2 separate regions of the Mus musculus genome follow, and region 2 is linked to region 1. Evidence: chromatin contacts called from public HiChIP or PLAC-seq data. All regions are on one chromosome and are shown on one strand. The core of a region is the stretch at or near the end of the contact, and the rest is flanking DNA. Distances in the headings are between cores, read along the strand shown.

Region 1 (2,686 bases), core at 101-2,600:
GGGCCTGGAACTTGCCATGTAGGCCAAGCCTGCTAGTCAGTGAGCCATGGCGATCTGCCTGTCTCTATCTCTGAGCATGCTCCATATACTCTGCTTTTGTGTGGATTCTGATGATGGAACTCAGGAATTCATGCTTGCACAGCAGGGGTAAGTGCTTGCATACACTTACTGAGATACCCACTCAGTTCTTAAAACAGAATCTTAAGATTTTGCTTAGTTTGTAACTGCTCAGGTAAACAGAATTTTGATGAAGACATAGGGTCTGTCTGAGGCCATCTGTGAAGTGTGAGAGGCCTGTAATGCATCAAGTTTTAGGTGTGGTCAGCCTCACCTTGAGCTAGACCTCTGTCTGGAAGCACATTCCATCTCTGTGAGGCCCATGCAGTGACCTAACCAGAAGGTTGCAGTGAACAGATAGCTTTTAAAGGTCAACAGTTCATGACCCTCCAGTGAGGAGCTGAAGACCAGATTTATAACTCAGACAATGGAATAAACAGGAAACCATATAGACATTGTCTATCTCTATGATCAGCCAGGCTGTTAGAACCAGTCTTTGTCTAGATGGTGGTAGTAACAAATCTTATGGATTCATGCGCTGTACACCTGCCCTCTGACTTTGGTGAATGCTAAGATTGGGCTGACAGCCCCTTGTTTATAAGACCTTCACAAGCATGACCAAGAGGTCCTGTTGAAAGCAAATGTGTTATCAAAACCTCTCCTGGTGTGGTCACCATGACTCTCACTTTCATGCTTTTTGAAGATAGCCATGCTCGTTTAATAGAGGAGATGAGAGACTAACGAAGCAGTAGAGAGACTACTTCAGGGTGCTTCTAATCACTTCTGGCAAGAAAAGAAACTAGATGAGCAACTAAAATGTACATGGCGTCATCACAACTTCATATACTCCCTTCATCCTCTTCTGATAGAGGGCCAAAGACAGTATATTGAGAGTCATAGTCCTACAGCTTCACCCCCACAGAGAAGCCCCATTTGCAGACCAGGGCCGTCCTCCTGGTAACAGACAGGGAAGAGTAAAATATCTGCAGACAGACACTGTGACTAAAGTCAAATTACAACAGGTATGAGCAGGAACACAGCATTTGGGGGATTTCCTTTGCCTAACGTCTGAGGGGTTTGGGATGCGGGAGCAAGCGTTTTGTCAGCTGAACTCCTGAAAACTGGGGGAAAGTTCCAAAGAAGTTTGTCTTACAGTTTAATTAGGTCAATGGTAACAGTGGCCTTTAAGGAAGCATGCTAATTAGGGAAGTCCTTTCTAGTCCTCTGTGAGGCAGTCAGTGTGGAGGAAACACCGATACACACCACACGGTCCATTAATAAATGACTGCAGAGGCCAAGGCTGAGTGAACTTCAATAAAGGAAATGGAAGAATCTGGGAAGCTGACCCTCTCACCTTCCTCTAATGATTAACTCTAAAGTATTTAAAAAAAAAAAAAAAACCTCTGGTTGCTTATACAACTGCTTCCCTTCATGTGAGTCTGTGGGGAAGAATGTCACAGAATACTAACAGAAAACAAAAGAGGGCAGCCTTTGATAACCCGCACGCACGGTTGGGCGGACAGAGTCCTTGGGTTTTCCTCTGAGCTAAAGGATAAGGGGGATGCTCCCAGGGTGTTTCTCAGCCCGGGCACAGTGTAAACCTTGGTTTCCTGAGCCAGTCTTGTGGTAAGTGCTGTTGTAAAACTGCCAACTCTGTGGCAGGCACAACAGACAAACTTTGCGCTTCTTGATTTTGCAGAATGGTGATGAAAATAAATAGTTAGGCTGTGGCTTGTGAGATTTCTTTCCTTCTTCTAGTTTGCAAACACAGGCCACATCAGAGCTGTGCTGTAATTAAACAAAGTATGTCTCTCAATTCCCTGGGGGGAGGGGGGTAGCTGGGACATGTCATTCAGCAATGACTGATGAGGAAGGGAACCCTGTTCATTGGGGCTTACTGGGTACCAAAAGCATGTGGCTTTTACAGCTTTGCTGTTCTCCTAGGCCTTTAGAGCAACTGAAGCCAGGAAGCTCAGTGATGCTATTTTGGTAAGTGGGATTGGAAGGGGTACATGGAATATAGACACATTAGATTTTGATACCTGATTGGATGGTGCTGTCTATAATGGTTGGCTTCTCTGTGGCCAGGACAGTGGTGCCTCCTGAAAAATAAGAGCAGCGGCATACCAAAATAAGAAAACAGAGGCAGTGTGCAACAATGTTTCAAGCTCACATCTCTAGACATTTCTCACAGAAAACTCTTACTTTAGTTCCTTCCAGGACCAATCACATTTGACTGAATCTTAGTCTATCTAATTCAAACAACATTACCATAAGATTGTTTTAATTTTATGCATGCTATGTTTTGTGTATGTTTACATGTGTGTGAAGATTTGCATTAAGTGTGCAGGAGCATGTGCATGTGGATGTTAGAAGATAATCTGCGGTGTCATGTCAGAAATATCACTTGGCTCCTTTGAAACAGGGTTACACAAGTAGGCTAGATTGGCTGGCTAGTGAGTCCCAGGGACCCATTATCTACCTACAAGCTTGTACTATACTCAGCTTTGTGTGTGTGTGTGTGTGTGTGTGTGTGTGTGTGTGTGTGTGTGTGTATTCTAGGGGCTGACTTCAGGTCCTTAGGCTTGACAGGAAGCCCCTTATCAACTGATCCATAGTCCCAACTCTA
Region 2 (2,686 bases), core at 54-2,553, 160 kb before region 1:
AGGTTTGAAAGAGGAAGAATAAAGTGAGTCATGACAGGCCGAAACCTCGACTCCATCAGAACCCCCTCCATGCCTGGTCCTGAGTTTGAAATCCAGCATTTGTCTTAATCAAATTTAGACATAGTCATGCATTCTTACTTCCTAGATGTCAGTTCTTTTCCTAGGGCTGGGAAATTGGAAGGGATTCCTGAGGACATGTATTGGGATAAATGTCTTCTCCTGGAAGCAGGACTGAACCCATAGAGATTGCCTCAAGGCCTGGTTCCATGCAGCTGGCCTGTACTCTGAAGGAAGTGGTCAGCCAGGGGTGGAATGACGTCAGGGACAGCTGAGTGTCTGCCACCAACGAGCTTAGGAGAGTTTAGTATGAGGGTGTGAGCTTAGCTCAAGAGGAAAGTGAGCAAGTGGTATTGGTGTTTATCCGCCGAACACTGCGTCTCAATGTCTTGTTAGCCCCTACCTGTTTTCTGAGAACTTTCCCACTCAGTAGATTACCTGCTAGCTTAAATGCTATAGCAGAAAAATCCCATGCCCAGCTTCTCAGCAAGGAAAGCTCCCTCACTAATCTCCGGGTCACTGTCCAATTGTTATGGGTACACAGTCTCCTATGAAGTGACTCTGGGACCTGGAATTCTTCCACCTTGGGCTTTGCCAGCTTTGGGGTCTGGAGGCTCTCCAGTAGATGATTCTAGAAGGGGTATCCATTTCACTAGAAATATCTCATTGGAACTCAGGGATGAAGCTTCATGTAGTTAGAGTGCAGGCATTGTGGTCTTTCTGGGTGCCCAAGAGGAAGACAAACTGGTTTGAAGAAACAGTTAAGGAAAGCACATGGGGGGGTAAACACCATCCAAGTGAGAAGCCAGGAATGTCCCCACACTGTGAGGAAGGCAGCTTTTTAGCCAAGCAGTGGTTTTTACAACCTTTAAACAAATTATTTAAAGAATTCTTTTTACATCTCCATCATAACCCGCCTACTCTCAGTCCCCTCTCACACATTCTCTCCCCCATCACCATCCCTTTTTCCTCTGAGGCCCCCCTCTAGGTGCCAACCCAACATGACACCTCAAGTCACTGAAGGACGAGGCACAGGAAGTCTTGTGGAAGAGTTGGGGTAAAGATTAGGGATTTTCCAATCTTACTAGGAGGAACTGCCAATCCTAATACAAGACAGTTCAGCCCTCACTCATTGCTCCCTCTTGCTGCTCATGACCTAGCTTGTCTTCTCTGCTTCAGGCATTACATGCTCTGCAGTAGAGTTACTGGCTGTTCTTTCAATGTATCACACATACATTCACACCTCTAGGCTTTTGCAAATGGCATTTCCTGTATGAAACACCTCTCCTCCTCACCCTGCCCCCTGCAGCAGCCAGTATACTTACCTCTTTTCTGTGGACCTGGCCTAAACTTCCTCCCTGGACAAAGTTCATCACTACTAATGGGTTTTCAGTTGTTGTGTTATATCTTTTCTGTTTGCTTTCCTTATGTTTGCTTGTATGATTCTAGGCTGTGCTAAAACATGTCAAGGTAAGTAACTAAATGAGATAGGTATTTATAAGTCCTTAAATATACCAATGTCTAACTAAAGAGCCAAGCCAGATATCAGCCAAAAATTTACAACATAGTAAACCATGTAATTCCAACTCTTGAGCACCTGAGTCAGGAGGATTGTCTCAAGTTTGAGGTTAATTTGGGATACAGAGTAAAGTTCTGTCTCAAAACAAAGCAAACCCTCAGTTAAACAAATTATTTAAGTCAGTTGTAGTGGCACATAACTTTGAATGTGAGCATTTGGAAGACAGGAGGATCTTAGAGTTCAATGCCAACCTGATGTACAGAGAGAGTTTCAGGAGAGAGAAACTGCATCTTGAAAAAATTTATTTTGATTTATGTATGTGAGAGTTTTGCCTGCATGTATATGCATACCATATGAGTGTCTGACAGAGGCCACAAGAGGGTGTTGGCTACCCTGGAACTGGAGTTAACATATGGTTGTGAGCTGCGATGTGGATGCTGAGAACTGAATCCAGGTCCTGTGCAAGTGTATTAAATGTTCTTAACCACATAGTCATCTCTTTAGGTGTGCAAATACAAACATTCTCAACATACTTTGTAAAAAAAATGTTTTATTTTTGTGTTGCTTTTGTGTAGCATGTAGATCTGCTTACCTTTGCCTCCCAAGTGCTAGCATTAAAGGAATGTGCCATAATGCATTATTTCCTAAGCATGTTTTTTATTCCATGTGGTTGCTGGGATTTGAACTCAGGACCTACAATCGGTGCTCTTAACCACTAAGCCAAATCCTGTCAGGAGGTGGAGGCAGGAGGATCAGAAGATTAAGTTTGGCCAGTAAGATGGCTCAGTGGGTAAAGGGTATTTACTGATGAGTTGGAACCCTGGGACCCATGTGGTGGAGGTATGAGAACTGATTCCTCAGAGTTGTCCTCTGACTTTCACAAGTGCTTGGTGATATGAGCCCTGTCTGCTTCATTACATAAATCAATGTAAAATAGTTTTAAAAATAAAAAAAGCTTAGTTACATAGGGAGTTTGAGTCTAGTCTGGGCTGTACAATGCCCTATCTCATAGAGAGAGAGAGAGAGAGAGAGAGAGAGAGAGAGAGAGAGAGAGAGAGAGAGAGAGAGAGAGAGAGAGAGAGACAATATGGAGGGACATAGAAGGCTATT

The links. HiChIP or PLAC-seq counts read pairs in DNA pulled down with a chosen protein or histone mark.
Region 2: a contact with region 1 is called in a BATF HiChIP or PLAC-seq map of CD8 T cells, with 7 read pairs. The contact joins two enhancer-like sites. A contact is called at or near these places in 2 of 39 promoter capture datasets (the 3T3-L1 cell line and the HPC-7 cell line) and 2 of 115 datasets of contacts at active chromatin or transcription factors (CD8 T cells and bone marrow-derived macrophages).

Annotation. Positions count from the first base shown.
Region 1 is chr8:128,487,370-128,490,055 of GRCm38.p6, reverse strand. Nrp1 (neuropilin 1) reads right to left here. Exons shown (of 17, transcript NM_008737.2): 12 at 2,100-2,159. Gm32643 (a long non-coding RNA gene) reads left to right here. Exons shown (of 7, transcript XR_003947627.1): 1 at 1-1,683. Among named protein-coding and RNA genes, the nearest start is that of Gm32643, 4.3 kb to the left of the region's middle. Within about 2 kb of position 1,350, at least 62 of the 459 cell types and tissues checked have an H3K27ac peak or open chromatin away from gene starts, as enhancers often do. A contact at or near this core is called in CD8 T cells, where this site is marked.
Region 2 is chr8:128,644,283-128,646,968 of GRCm38.p6, reverse strand. No RefSeq gene overlaps it. Among named protein-coding and RNA genes, the nearest start is that of Gm26002, 5.4 kb to the left of the region's middle. Within about 2 kb of position 1,303, at least 25 of the 459 cell types and tissues checked have an H3K27ac peak or open chromatin away from gene starts, as enhancers often do. A contact at or near this core is called in CD8 T cells, where this site is marked.